3 separate regions of the Gossypium hirsutum genome follow, and all the other regions are linked to region 3. The links are chromatin contacts, called in public Hi-C maps. All regions are on one chromosome and are shown on one strand. The core of a region is the stretch at or near the end of the contact, and the rest is flanking DNA. Distances in the headings are between cores, read along the strand shown. Region 1 holds the start of LOC121218377 (tetraspanin-2). Region 2 holds the start of LOC107901119 (enhanced ethylene response protein 5). Region 3 holds the start of LOC107901128 (probable acyl-[acyl-carrier-protein]--UDP-N-acetylglucosamine O-acyltransferase, mitochondrial).

Region 1 (4,931 bases), core at 37-2,536, 170 kb after region 3:
AATCAATGGGAGCCAGATTAGATGAAATCGTGATTCATGAGAATCGACGACTTAAAAAACAGAGGAAATCACACTTTTCTCTTTACCAAAAAAATCGAATGACCTTTTAGTAACTCGGCCTCAATTTTCCCTTACCATTTTGACTTCTTAAAACGTTTCCCTGTTTAAAACCAAATCAAATATCACATGGTAACCTTACAGATTTGTTGGGAATGTAAGTAATCAAGATTAAGATGTTTACTGGTTTCTGACATATGAGCCATTAAAAGAGCTTTCCAACTTCAAACACGGTCTCAAAATTCTCTCCTAAACTCTTCTCTTCCTTGAACCTATCATGGGAGTAGCCAATAACATAACAGCAGTTCTCAACTTCGTAGCCTTCCTCTGCTCCATCCCCATCATGGCAGCTGGCATCTGGCTCGCCCAACAGCCTGACAACGGCTGCATCCACCTTTTGTGATGGCCAGTCGTTCTCCTTGGTTTCCTCATCCTCCTTGTCTCTCTTGCTGGCTTTGTCGGTGCCTACTGCAACAAGGAAACACCGTTGGCCTTCTATCTTTGCTGCATGGCCATCCTCATTGGTCTCCTCCTCATCTTGCTGGTATTTGCCTTCATCGTTACCAGACCTGATGGGAGCTACGGTGTGCCTGGAAGGGGTTACCAGGAGTATAGGCTTGATGGCTACTCTAGCTGGCTTACAAACCATGTAGTTGACTCCAAGAGCTGGAATAAGATCAGGGATAGTTTGGCTGACACCGATGTCTGTCCTAAGTTGACTCAACAGTTCATCACCGCTGATCAGTTTTTTGCTACTCATCTCTCTCCTCTTCAGGTAAATCGTTTCAATTATGGCCATATTTCTTATTCTTTGATGAAAATACGAGTACCCTTTTAAATTTTCCATTTGTTATTGTATAGTAAAGCCATCAAACAGATTAAGTTCATTGCTATTTACCTGAAATATCAGAGGAATTACTTCTTCTAACCAAACTGGTCTTTAGATCTTAACTTTCCTCACTGTAACTTTAAAGCTTTTTTTTTTTTTTTAATCTTCAACGACCTCCTATGACATTGTTTTTCTTTTCCGCATTTTTTAACTGGTTTTCCCAGTGAAGATAGATCCTTTTGTTGATGGTTATTGGATGATTGAATTTACGTTGATCACACACTCCCAAGTTGGTGGAACAGGACATGATTTGATGTCCTAAAGCGGGGCCCACTCACCTCACTAAGACCATAAAGTAGGACCCACTATTATGGGCTTAATCTTTAATTTAGGGAAAACAATGACACCAGAGTTCATCGGCCCCCCTCATGGATGGATCGGTTTAATCCACAAGATCATTAGTTCAAGCACATGTCGTGTGCTGTGGGGCAACCAAGCAACGCCGAATGAAGTTTATAAACAATTACCAGCTTTGGCAACACATGGTGACTATGTGGGCATTGTTTAGAGAGGAGGTGTTACTTTATCCTTTTTCCTTTTTGTTGTTGTTTTGTTTTTGGTTTAAATCTTTCATTTTTGTTATGTTTGATAGTCAGGGTGTTGTAAGCCTCCAACAATATGTGGCTACATTTTTGTGAACCCAACGTTGTGGACAAACCCGGTGAACCCAGCAGGGGACCCTGACTGCAACCTATGGAGCAATGACCAGACCCAACTCTGCTATAACTGCAACTCATGCAAAGCTGGTCTGCTGGGGAACCTGAGGAGAGAATGGAGGAAAGCCAACATAATTCTCATTGTGGCAGTGGTGGTACTAATATGGGTCTATATCATTGCTTGCAGTGCCTTCAAGAATGCCCAAACGGAGGACCTCTTCAACCGCTACAAACAGGGTTGGACTTAAAAAATAAAATAAAATAACCTTTGGTTCAATGTGTCTGCTGTATGTATTCCAATGTTATGGTTCTTATATCTAGAAAATGCGTGGACAGTGAGGAAGGGTACTTATTACACTGTAATTAATGAAAACGAGAATACAATTTCAAATTATCAACTTCTTCACGACTATAAGGTTCTTGGATTTGTGCAAAAAAGAAAACTCATTGATAGGAAGAAAATCCTCATAATCTTCAGACTGATAGTGATAGCTTCTTAAGCAGTAGAAAGCTTCCTAGAGTAAACAATGTACATAGGATCTGAGCGTCCTGGATTAGGAGATATATCAACAGCCTGTAGACAAAAATGGATTTCTTTTAGGCTCAGATTAGTGTCTACCATAAACTTGGGTGCTTTTAAATTGGATATATACATAAAGCACGTATTCACATCAATGCAGACTGGCAACACCTAGTTTCCATTTGGAAACTTTGGGGCTTATCTTAAAATATTTGCAACAGCGTATATAGACTTAAGAGATTGCCGGCTAATGGTTGTCCAAGAAAAACTTGAGGGGTGAAGAGCCTATTATGAGACAAAATATTAAATATTGTTTACCTGAGGAGGTTCAAATCCGCCAGCATAATGGAAATATGACCCAACAATCAAAGCATGATCGGTGTCACCAGTGGATGTCCATATAGAGATTGCTTTTGTCCAAAAGCAGCGATTTGAAAAACTGCTTCGGAAATGAGTCACGTTTAAGTTCAAAGAAGTGTATAAAATAAAAATGGTTGAACAAAGAAATGGAAGATGTAATAGGAATGAGAAACATAAGCCGAGGAAAAAAAAATCATGCAGGCTATAGAGTCAACAAGGAATAGAAAGAAAAATGGGACAAAGTTTGATCTTAAGCTTCGATGCAACGATTAGTTAGAAGTAGATGAAAAGTTCACCTCATTATAGCCAATCCACCAGGCTTAAGAATCCGGCACATCTCTTTGAAAACATCAAGAGGCTTTGTTAGATAATCAACACTGACCTACAAGATTACATCCTTAAAACGCCATCCTTAACTCGGAGGTAGGTCATTAAAGCATAGCTTTCAGAGAGGAAGTGCAAAAATATTCTCAAGTATCTTTCATTTCATCTAAAATGGAAAAACAAGGAGAAGAGGGAAAGGAATAACTAATGCAAAAGGAAAGGAGTTATGGACGAGAGGAGAAAAAACACCCACCACATTGGTAATGACATCAAAGGAATTATCTTCAAAGGGAAGCTTAGGTTTCAAATTTAAGTCTTGCACAACATATTCTGTTAGAACCTACAAAGACAATTATTTAAGGTAATAATGTCATGAACAGCTGCAGTGTCATACTTCAGTTGTACTCATGAACTCACACAGATAATGATTTCTAGAACTTAATACTATTATTTTAGTAGAACTCATTAATAGATTGAAGTAACTATATCATTCAAGTTGTTGCTAAAATCACCCTTGTATAGCAGCATTTTGATGACCAGCTTATAATCCAACCAGTAAAAAAGTGAGAAGAAATGTTGAACTCACAGGGTTCCGCTTAAGCTCTTCCTCATTCATACCCATTCCAACTACCCGTTCTTGCTTGTATCCTTTTGGAAAATGACTGACCTAAACATAAAACCGAGAACAGCATCATGAGAATGTGATAGAGAAAGAGGGTGATCTCAACACTAAGAATGTCTTACCCAACTACTGCACATATCCAAGATGCTCACTCCAGGAGTATTGCTGGGAGGGAAAACCTCTGAGTAGTATTTAGTAAGTGCAGCAATGGCTGCATCATCAATATGCGTAACAAAGCGTGGCGCTTCATAGAACATCGAATCTGATGTTCTGAAAGGTGAATTAAAGCTATGAAAATATGAAACTCATCAATATGCTTAACGTTGAGAATAAAACTTGGAAATTGTTGAAGCAAAGTGTAAACTTTCAGCTAAATGATATCTGCTAGATTGAACCACTCGCTGAAGCATTAAATCCTTTAATCAGTATAATATAGGATGAGTTATGGAGTGCTGAGAGCTTTCCTGTTTGTTTAGCGGTACTAATCAACTTCTTTTTTCCTATTTTATATGGCAAAATCTAGAGGGAAATTATATGAGATACAGGTAACAAGTTTGGACTGCTTGATTGAAACAAAAAGCCCCCAGTCTTTGAGAAATAATAGATTCCACAGACTTGTGTTTTAATCTTGTTACTTTGTTTAAGTTAGAACAAAGAGTTTTGCCTAACATCTCGCACTTTCGCAACTCTCATTCTTCTATAACTGATGAAAGATGCTTGAAAATTTACTTCTCCAAATTCCGACCAGCAATCCCAAATGTGAATAAATCATCAAGAAGATGGTCAGTACAAAGCAGCAACAAGGATATTAATGCAAGGAATAACCAAAGCAGGAACAAAATGAGATGAATAACCTCAAGGAAAGACGAAATTTAACATAAGAGTTCAATTTAAACAGCAAGATGTAGTTTGGATTATTTACTCATCGAAGCGTTGGAAATCCTCGTCCTTGAAGGGGAACTGCTTTGGCCATTCCGCATTCTGCAATGCCTATGAAGCCAAGCAAGGAGATTTGGTGAACTATAGAATTAGGACAATGGTGGAATGATGAGAACTCCAGAAAGTAACTAAAAGCATACATGAACTGAAAAGCAAGAAACAGAAGAGGCTATTAAACTCCACCAAGCACTTCGATTCATAGATTAGCTGTTTTTACTTGTGAATGCGCGCGCGTGAAACCATTCACTACTACCAATTGCATTGCAGGACCTAATTGAGGTTCGGGAACTCAGCTCAAAATCATCTCTGATTTAAGAACTTGTATGCATGATTAAGTTCATTCTCAGTGAATCCAACGCAATTGTTTCATATCAAAGTATATACCTTTTAACCCTTTGGTGCTGAACTGAAGAACTAAAGGGCAATAAGATTTGTTGCCTACCCACTTATACAATTTTCATGAAGAATAATAAATAAATGAAGTGCAAAATTTTCTTTTATTACAGGCCAAGAATTGATCAACTATACAATCCAATGAACTTAATCTTTATTATGATCAAGCAT
Region 2 (4,441 bases), core at 1,408-3,907, 250 kb after region 3:
TGGGTTAGAGGACTAAATTGCAAAAAGTGTAAAAGTTTAGAGAAAATGTGTAATTAATGAAAAGTTAAGGGCCATATGTATTGAATGGAATGTGAAATGTGTATGAGATTAATATATTGTATTTAATTATTATATAGATCAAGACTTGAATAAAAAAGACAATAACCGAGGAAAGGGGAAAATAGCGGAATAGTCCCTGTGTGTTGACTGGAATTAAATCATAGGTAAGTACATAGTATTTCAATATGTACACAAAATTCTATTTGTATTCTTAAATTATTGTTCTTTAGTTAATATGTTTATAGATAATTAATGTCTGAGTGCACATTCGTGCCCCTGTTTGTACTTCGGTACCCTTGAATGCACATTCGTGCCTCTGTTTGTACTTTGGTACCCTTGAATGCACATTCGTGCCCCTGTTTGTACTTCGGTACCCTTGAATGCACATTCGTGCCCCTATTTGTACTACGGTACCCCTGAATGCACATTCATGCCCCCGTTTGTACTTCGGTACCCCTGAATGCACATTCATGCCCCTGTTAGTACTTCGGTACTCTTGAAGGCATATACATGCTCCTGATTTTATTTTGGTATCTTTGAGAACATTATATAGTTACATAATCTCATCATTTGTATTCTTGAAATTTTAGTAATCAAATAAAATGTGAATCGTGTTTAATTGTATTTAGATTAAATGTTATACTATGTCCTTACTAAGCTATGTAAGCTTACGGGTTTTTGTGGCTTGTTTTGTAGATAATCATTGCTGACTCTTTGGAAGGATCAACCAACAGGCTCACACTATCCATCTAAGTTGGTAGTTTTTGTATCTTTGGGTAGTGGCATGTATATATAGATAAATATGTGGTTTTGAAAAGTTGATAGATGTAGTTCTTGAATGAGATGTGTGTTTTCTTAGGGTATGTTTTGTATTGATGAAACAAGTATACATATATAATGCATATATGAACACCTTGATGTTTAGTTTTTGAATGAAGTGGTTTTAGTCATAATGAAATGCTTATTTGCTTAATGTCTTATAAAATAGGTCTTTTGATCATATTTTAGAATAAATGTTTAATGTATATATGTGGTGCCTTTGAATGACATATTGGTTGGATGAAACAGGTTGATTGATTTGGTACATTTAGGTGTGTTGGAGTAGTGCCTAGGTCTATTGAATGTGTACATAATTGGAGTGGTGGAATAGGTATGGTTTGATCTTAAAATAGCATGATTTTTGGGTCAAATTTGGTGCACATGGCCTGGGACACGGGCTATCAATGTCACACGGCTTGGCGACACGGTCGTGTGTCATTTGTGAAATTCCTAATGTTTTAAGTTAGTGAGGCACATGGCCGTGTGTGGCAAGTCAGAGAGTTACACGACCTGGCACACCTCCTGCGACACGGCTGTGTAACCCTACTCAGTGAGTTACGGGTGAGGACATGGGCTGGGACACAGCCATGTGACCCCTGTTTTCACATTTTTACAACTTTTTCTTAAAACCTTTGATTTGTTTCAAATTAGTCCCAAATTGTTTCTAAACATTTTTAAGGCCTCGAAAGCCCAATTTAAGGCCCAAATTGCATTTTTTATAGGTTTTTAACGAGTTTTCGTTACTTAATATTGAATGACACATTTTGATATAAATTGTTTGGAATTGCTTGGTGATACTTCGAAACCCTAATTCGACGACGGAGACGGGTTAAGGGTGTTACAAATCGGGTCGAGCTAAGCTCGAATTTTAAAAATTCTACCTAAAACTAGATTTATTAGAAAGTAGGCTTGTATTTTTGTTCAAGTTCATTTTTCAGGTTTTGTCTACGTGTTTAAACCCTCCCATATTTCGAGAGGGCTTTTGGACTTGAGCGAGTAACTTGACCCTTGGATAGCTCTAAAATAGACGGTAAGAAAAGAAATGAAAAGAAAAAAAAGAATATAAAGAAATTTAAAAAAAAACATGTTTAAATTACGTGGAGATGACATGGAAGCCAATCAACATTTAACATCACTTGTGATTCTTGTTACACTCTTAAATAGGGATGTTCAAACAATCGGTTTGGTTAATACCCAAACCGAATTATTATTAATTGAATTATCCAAAATGTAAAAATCTTTAATTGCTAACTGAATCGAAGTTTTTTTTCAAATACATTAACCAAATCGAAATATTTCGATTAATTCGGTCAGTTAAATGAAATTTACGTGTTTTTGTCTTAAATAAGTATAAAACATATAAAAAATACATTGCTAATGTTCATTTTCTTTTATTTAATAGTTTAAAATTTTTTAAATAGAGGTAAAAACAACAAATAAAACATAGAAACACTGCATAAGTCTTGAAAGTTAACAACCAAATAGTACATAAGTCTTAAAAACAACAAATATTTTGGTTAATTAGTTAATTCGGTTAATTACTCGATTTCGAACTGAATTAATCGATAATCAAAATTTAAAAAAATCATTAACTGATCTTCAACTAAACTAAATTTGCCCACCGATCAATTAACCGAATTAGATCGGTTTGATCGATTAATTTGATTTTAGCCCAACTATGAATATCCCACTCTTAAAGTCGAGTGATGACATGATGATCAAATTGTTATGAATGGATAACTTGTGTAGCTGTTACCTAGCAATTGAAACTTCGGTAACCAAAACGCAACCTTAAATAAACGAAGGGATTATTTTTGTAATTTAAAAGCTAGGTGGGAAACTACAAACTAGTGTTGAAGTTGCAGAGCAGCTAATCAAGAAAGACAATTTTTATACATAAATATTGGTTGATAAGATCACAAGAATCAAAACGTTAGCGCAGCAATGGCGTACCCAAGCATGGGAGAAGCCCACAGAAGAATCACAGATTACCTAAACAAGTTCTGCGACGCCGTTTCGTACCAAGATGTAGCTTCCCTTGCTCAGCTCTTTTCCTTCTCCTCCAACTCACCTTCTCTCCTTTCCCTTGCTGACGTCCTAAACTTCTTCCAGGTCTATCTCTCTTCTTCTTTTCTTGTTCTTGTTATCTATTGTTTAAGGAGTCAAAGGAAATTTGTCAAATTTTGAATATTTTCCCATTTTTCTTTGTGATAGGATGCTAATAGATTGATAAAACAATCGGATAAGTTTTCCCAGTTTGGTGAGATTTTGGCCCCGCTTTTTCGTTCTTTGCAAAGCTACAGACTTGGAAACTTGGTTGAAGCCTACCATGCGTTTGAAAAATTTGCAAAGTAATTTACTTTTTTCCGTTTATTTTTTTTTTAGGTTTTCAAGATACTGTTCAGTCTTTTCTTTAATTAATTAGAGAGGCTTATGCAATGTGGTAATTGTTGGAATCTTGTAATGGCAGTGCTTTTATTCAGGAGTTTCGAAATTGGGAATCAGCGTGGGCATTGGAGGCTTTGTATGTTATTGCTTATGAAATTAGGGTTCTTGCTGAAAGGGTATATTGATGGCAAAACCTTGTAGTTTATGGTTTCTCATAAAACAATTTGAATTTTATGTAAATTGAGTTTGGGATATTGTAATTGTAGGCTGATAGAGAGTTGTCTTCTAATGGAAAGTCCCCTGAGAAGTTGAAAGGAGCTGGCTCATTCCTCATGAAAGTATTTGGTGTTCTCGCTGTAGGTTCTTTTGTCTTCTAAAAATACTTTATCTGCCTATTATCAAGTTGCTTAGACTTCATTTGCTGAATTAATTGCCATTGTTCCTAATTGTTGGTTCTGACACATGGATTCCAGGGAAAAGGCCCAAAACGTGTCGGAGCATTATATGTGACTTGCCAACTGTTTAAAATCTACTTCAAGGTGATATTTATGTTTCTTCTAACTTAGCTTTCTGCTTTGCACATAATATTTTGGCTTGGTGTTCTATATTTATGGTGAATTTGGTTTTGGAAAATGGATTGAATGCTTAGAACTAGGTATGAGGTTAAGAAGCATTTTAAGATTTTTCTCTGCCCCCGGCCTAGGATACTGTGTTCTCTTTCTCCACCATGCACAACAAAAGAAATTCAAATGATTTTCCATCCCAACATCAGTTATGAGTATCTTCTTTTTGAGCTGAGAAAGGCACAATTGACTATGCTGCGTATGAACATTAAATTTTATTTTGCAGCTTGGTACAGTACACCTCTGTCGAAGTGTAATAAGAAGTATTGAAACTGCTCGTATTTTTGACTTTGAAGAATTTCCTAGAAGAGACAAGGTAAATCTTTTATCTTCCCCCTGGAATTTTCCATTTGTACAAACGGCAATCCATTTGATGAATGCTTCCTCCTTTTCCAGGTCACCTACATGTATTACACTGGGCGTTTGGAAGTTTTTAATGAAAATTTTCCTGCTGTAAGTGATCTAATTTCCATGGAGAAAGCTTTCCTTCTTTCCTTTTGAGATATAAACTTCATTTGTGATTGTGTTTCGTGTGTTTGTCTAACATGATT
Region 3 (4,786 bases), core at 594-3,093:
TCGCAGCCAACACCCTATTACCAAAAGAAAATTTGTAGATATTGAGCTCCCTTTTGAGCTCCTTAAGCTGTTCCTTCAAGGTTGACACCATAGCCTCGAGAGTATCATTCTTCTTAGTTACCTCACCCAAAATTTTATTTAGGATCCCTTGCATCCATATTGTCACTGAAGGCCCTTGCTACTTGGTCTTTGAGCTGATGATGCCTCGTTTCCAGCTCTGTGTTACACTCATCAACTTCCTCGAGGGTCTCCTTCACATCACCGTTAGAGCCTTCAAGTTTGGCCACTCTACCATTTAAAGTCGACAACATATCCCTCGATCGACTTATTTTCCTGACCCTTCCACGGGTCTCCATTGACTCATTCTGATCAACAACTTCTTTTGACGTCTTGAACAATGCCTTCGCAACCTTAGCTTTGATACTAACTGTCACAGGGCTAGACCTTTCGTTTCACAATCCGCATGCCCTTAAGTGATTTCTTCACTTCAAATGCACCTAAGTCAACTAACTCTCGCAAAGTGAGGATTCTCGCAGAATTCCTCTAAGGCACTGAAAATATAGCGGAAGCAATCTCAAAGACAAAATAAACTTAAAAGAGCAGAATAGTTACAAAAAAAAAATGCACACCAAGTGGTTGAGTAAACGCTCTTAATATTATTTAACTCAGAAAGAATAAAATGATTACAAATGAAGGGGGAAACCTCTATTGATAGTTGAACTCCTCCAAATTTAACAGTACAGATCGATTTACATTAACGGCTAAGATTACTTCCCATCTACAGTTAAGAGTCGTAAGGGATTTAAGCTCTATACAATCTTATCATTTAGGATTTACACTATTTACCCTGATAACTCTAGTTTTACTGGAGTGTTTCACTAGGCTATCAAGGCTTCAAGTAGATGGGTTTCTCCACGAGTTCCACGAATCAAGTCAATTCATGTGGGTCAAATGAACCCCGTTTAATAAATTGAACTCTATGGGGCGTTTTATGCGTATTGGTCACAAGCTTTGACCCACAGTTTGTGACATGTCACAGGTGAACCGACCCTCCTGTCATAACTACTTTCTCCTTATCTCCTCCCTTATTGAAACTCTCTATCAACAAAGCACAAATTCCACCTTAAAATTTGAAAAGAGAATTTAAATAATAAAAAATACTTCCTTCCAATGAAAATTTAAAAATTCTGATATTTATTTTTCCAAATGAAAATTCACCATAAAATTATGAAAATCATTTTACAAATAAATTTCTTTCATAAAATATATGGACTCAACACATCTTACCACACCTTTAATATTTCATGAAGTATATTATTTGACACATAATCTCAAATGCAAACTAATATTTCTAAAACCAGAGCAATAGTTGAATCGGTCAGACCATTGGTTTGTTGGTTTGATCAGTCCAATTAGTTCGATAAAAAAATTATAAAAATTTTAAAACAATAAAAAGTATTAAAAAATAATAAAACTCAGTTCAATTGTCAGTTCAAACGATCCGTACTGATTCTAAATCCAAACGGTTCAATGTCATTCTTCGTACCGACACCTAACTAATTCCTAATCTTCGGCCAATTTCAAAGATCATTGATGCAAATTCACCATTTTATATCATAAATAAATAAATACAGAACATAAGAAAATCACATTTTTGGTAGAATTTAATGAATTGAATCTTATCAATTACTGGGCCTCGTGTAGGCCGTAGTCCGAGAATTACTGGGCCTCAATAACCGAGTTCTTTGAGGTCAAATGTGGATCTCCTTCCATACATCAAGCGTCCAGTCGGACAAACGAACAGTCTAGATTTAATGTGAGTAAAATAGTACGCTACAAACGAGTAAAATCTGGGATGAAGAGGACAAGACAGGTCAAACCTCTTTCACAAAGCAGGCAACAACATAGCGGCCGAAGCGAAAACATTCTAACTTTCAACTCTGTTAAAAGTTCAAAAAATAAAACAGGTCGGAAAAATATCAGCTATTGCCAAAGACTGAGAGCGAAAATCTATGAATTCGCTGCTCAAGTTTCGAAGGCCTTTAAGTTCTTCTCTCACTTCACTATCTTTGCAGCGCCTCTCTACAACTCTCCACTGTAAACCCTTCCTCTCTCTTTAATATATCATAATATGAAGATTGAACAACTTGTTGAGTGGGCTTCTTCTCTGTATGTGATTGTGAAACAGATGTTTTCGAAGAGAAAAAGGAGGGGACGAGCTTTATACACCCCACTGCAATTGTTCATCCCAATGCTGTGATTGGCCAGGTGCTTTGTTTTCTACTCTCTCTTCTTTGTTTAATAGCTGCCGCTTTCTTTTCTCTTAAGAGGCACTGGTGTTCATGTATCAGAAATCTGTGATTTGTTTTGACTGTAAAACCTAAGTTCTTTGTTGGCTTTTCCCTGTCAATCAATTTGCTCCTTTACCAATGGTTCTTGTTGAATTGTCTTTTGATACCAAGATTAAATCAACCCAGAAGAATAAATAAGGGTAAAACTTTCAAAGCTTTTTTTTTTTTACTTCAAAGCAGCTTAATTTATTGGTGTAATAAAGAGATATACTTCTCTAATTGCCTTTTCATTTAGCTATAGTCTATAGGTTCACTAAAATTTCGAAATTAATGGCACAGGGTGTTTCAGTAGGTCCTTTATGTACAATTGGTCCTTCGGCAAAACTAGGAAATGGGTGTCAAATGCATCCTTCCAGCCATATTTTTGGGAATACAGAATTGGGGAGCCACTGCGTTTTGATGACGTGAGTTTTATTTGGCTGCTTTTTCATCTTCTTTGTAAGGTTCTGTTAGAAATATATATATTTTATGTTGTAATTTATTTAAGTACTAAACTTTATCAGGCAGTGGTGCGGTGGTTGGTGATGAACTTCCTGGGCATACTGTAATAGGATGCAATAACATCATCGGGCATCATGCCGTGGTTGGTATTAAATGCCAAGACATGAAGTACAAGGTAACTTATCTTATTATGCTTTTGGTGCATAATCAATTGCATGCTGCTAATGACTAGATGTATCTCGCATGTACATATCGACAACATTGATGCACTATGCTTCAAATGTTAAACTTTAGCAAAAAAAATATGATCTTGTCCTTGTATTTCTGTGGTATTAGTTAGGGGATGAATGTTTTCTTGATGTTGGGGACAACAATGAGATCAGAGAATTTACTTCAATCCACCGATCTTCAAAGTCACGTGATAGAACGGTAAATAAGAATATAAAATAACCACGTATTTGTTTACTTATATCATAGTAAGAAACATGTGTATATTCTCTAGTCCTTTTCTTCCCTTTCTTAACTAGCTGTCTTATCAGGTTATTGGTGATAACAATCTCATCATGGGGTCTTGTCATATTGCACATGACTGCAAAATTGGTAACAATAATATATTTGCTAATACCACTCTCCTGGCAGGACATGTCATCGTGGAGGTAAGTCTTCTTAATGTTTGTTGGAGTCATTCTGCATTTTTCTCTTGTAGACAACAGTCTCTGCTTAGAACTTGATTCAAGTGCTACAATGTAGGACTATGTGCACACTGGAGGAGCTACTGTTGTTCATCAATTTTGTTATATTGGCTCATTTTCTTTCATCGGTGGTGGATCAGTGGTATGATTGCATACATGACCTACACTGCAAAAAGATGCTAATTAAGCCCACTAGTAGCGTAGTCCACCTGTAGGACAGTTCAATCATAGTGCCGAAGACTTTTAAGCATTTTCTTTTTGCATTTACAAAAAGAATTGAACCATGTTTGCTATTCATTTCTATGCATGAAGGTTTCGCAAGATGTCCCAAAGTACATGATGGTTTCTGGAGATAGAGCTGAGCTTCGTGGTTTGAATTTTGAGGGTCTTCGGCGTTGTGGATTCCAAGTCACAGAGGTTGTTGGAAAAATTCAACTTTTATTATGATGGCTTATAGTTTAGTTCTATCATACTATTAGTGTAAGATAGATAAGACGTTAGTTGAAAAGGTTCCTTTATTTGTTGATGTAGTCTTCCACCAATTAAAATCTCATATCATTGTCATCTGGATTTTGCTTGAGGTTTTTAGCTACCTGCATTTTGTGCAGCCTGAAACTATTCTAAGTTGCATTTACTTCGGTTTGTATTCCTGCCTTCATTTCTTGAGTTGTGTATGCTTTCACCGTCCTATGAAGATGTTTGATATTTGCCACAAGACCGACTGCTGTAGGCCAGAAGGCAATATTATGGTATGCCTTTCTCCAAAGTGTATCTTATGGAGTTGACACTCCAAGGAAAACATTTAGAAATGACAGAAATTGTAAGATAACTTATCCATAAATTGATGAATGATATTAAGAGGGAACTCATTAAATTTGGAGTAATGCTACAATCTATCAAGATTAGAAGATGCTAGTTTCTACTTTATACTTGCTTCCTTTGCTGTTAAAATCAACATGTTTAAGTTTTTAAACATCGTAAGTGCTAGTATCTTTTGACCTTTTATTGCTTCGGGGGTGTCAGTGGCAGCCTTTTGGAATTATATTTTAGCACAATTTTATTAATGCTATTGGTAGTCATTTTTCTATATCTGTTTTAGATTGTTCATCATTTATATTCCATACCCTTGATGCATATGGATATGAAATTTCTACCCTTTTTTGTAGTTCCATTTAATTTGCTCACCTGTTTAAAGTGCTATACTTTTTTTTTTCCTTTTTGTGCAAGGTTCTAGATTAAGAGTTTGAGAACAGCTTATAGAAAAATTTTCATGCCCAGCAACACAAATTCTATGGGTTTCGA

The links. Hi-C and Micro-C count contacts between places; a contact is called where the count stands out from the background.
Region 1: a contact with region 3 is called in a Hi-C map of leaf, with 3 times the contacts expected there. The contact joins the promoter of LOC121218377 here to the promoter of LOC107901128 in region 3. A contact is called at or near these places in 6 of 34 Hi-C or Micro-C datasets (hypocotyl, leaf and petal).
Region 2: a contact with region 3 is called in a Hi-C map of leaf, with 2.0 times the contacts expected there. The contact joins the promoter of LOC107901119 here to the promoter of LOC107901128 in region 3. A contact is called at or near these places in 3 of 34 Hi-C or Micro-C datasets (leaf, petal and seedling).

Annotation. Positions count from the first base shown.
Region 1 is chrD06:13,149,018-13,153,948 of Gossypium_hirsutum_v2.1, forward strand. LOC121218377 (tetraspanin-2) reads left to right here and starts at 1,287. Exons shown (of 2, transcript XM_041095550.1): 1 at 1,287-1,439; 2 at 1,539-1,850. The coding sequence starts at 1,287. The coding sequence ends at 1,850. It overlaps LOC107901122, which reads right to left. Exons shown (of 7, transcript XM_041095717.1): 2 at 4,351-4,418; 3 at 3,551-3,698; 4 at 3,393-3,473; 5 at 2,779-2,864; 6 at 2,441-2,561; 7 at 1,870-2,176. The coding sequence ends at 2,099. It also overlaps the pseudogene LOC107901124.
Region 2 is chrD06:13,221,268-13,225,708 of Gossypium_hirsutum_v2.1, forward strand. LOC107901119 (enhanced ethylene response protein 5) reads left to right here and starts at 2,658. Exons shown (of 13, transcript XM_041095720.1): 1 at 2,658-2,991; 2 at 3,094-3,230; 3 at 3,350-3,443; 4 at 3,534-3,623; 5 at 3,741-3,806; 6 at 4,117-4,206; 7 at 4,287-4,343. The coding sequence starts at 2,824.
Region 3 is chrD06:12,975,721-12,980,506 of Gossypium_hirsutum_v2.1, forward strand. LOC107901128 (probable acyl-[acyl-carrier-protein]--UDP-N-acetylglucosamine O-acyltransferase, mitochondrial) reads left to right here and starts at 1,844. Exons shown (of 12, transcript XR_001685141.2): 1 at 1,844-2,097; 2 at 2,189-2,268; 3 at 2,631-2,755; 4 at 2,859-2,967; 5 at 3,129-3,221; 6 at 3,332-3,448; 7 at 3,543-3,626; 8 at 3,797-3,901; 9 at 4,719-4,786.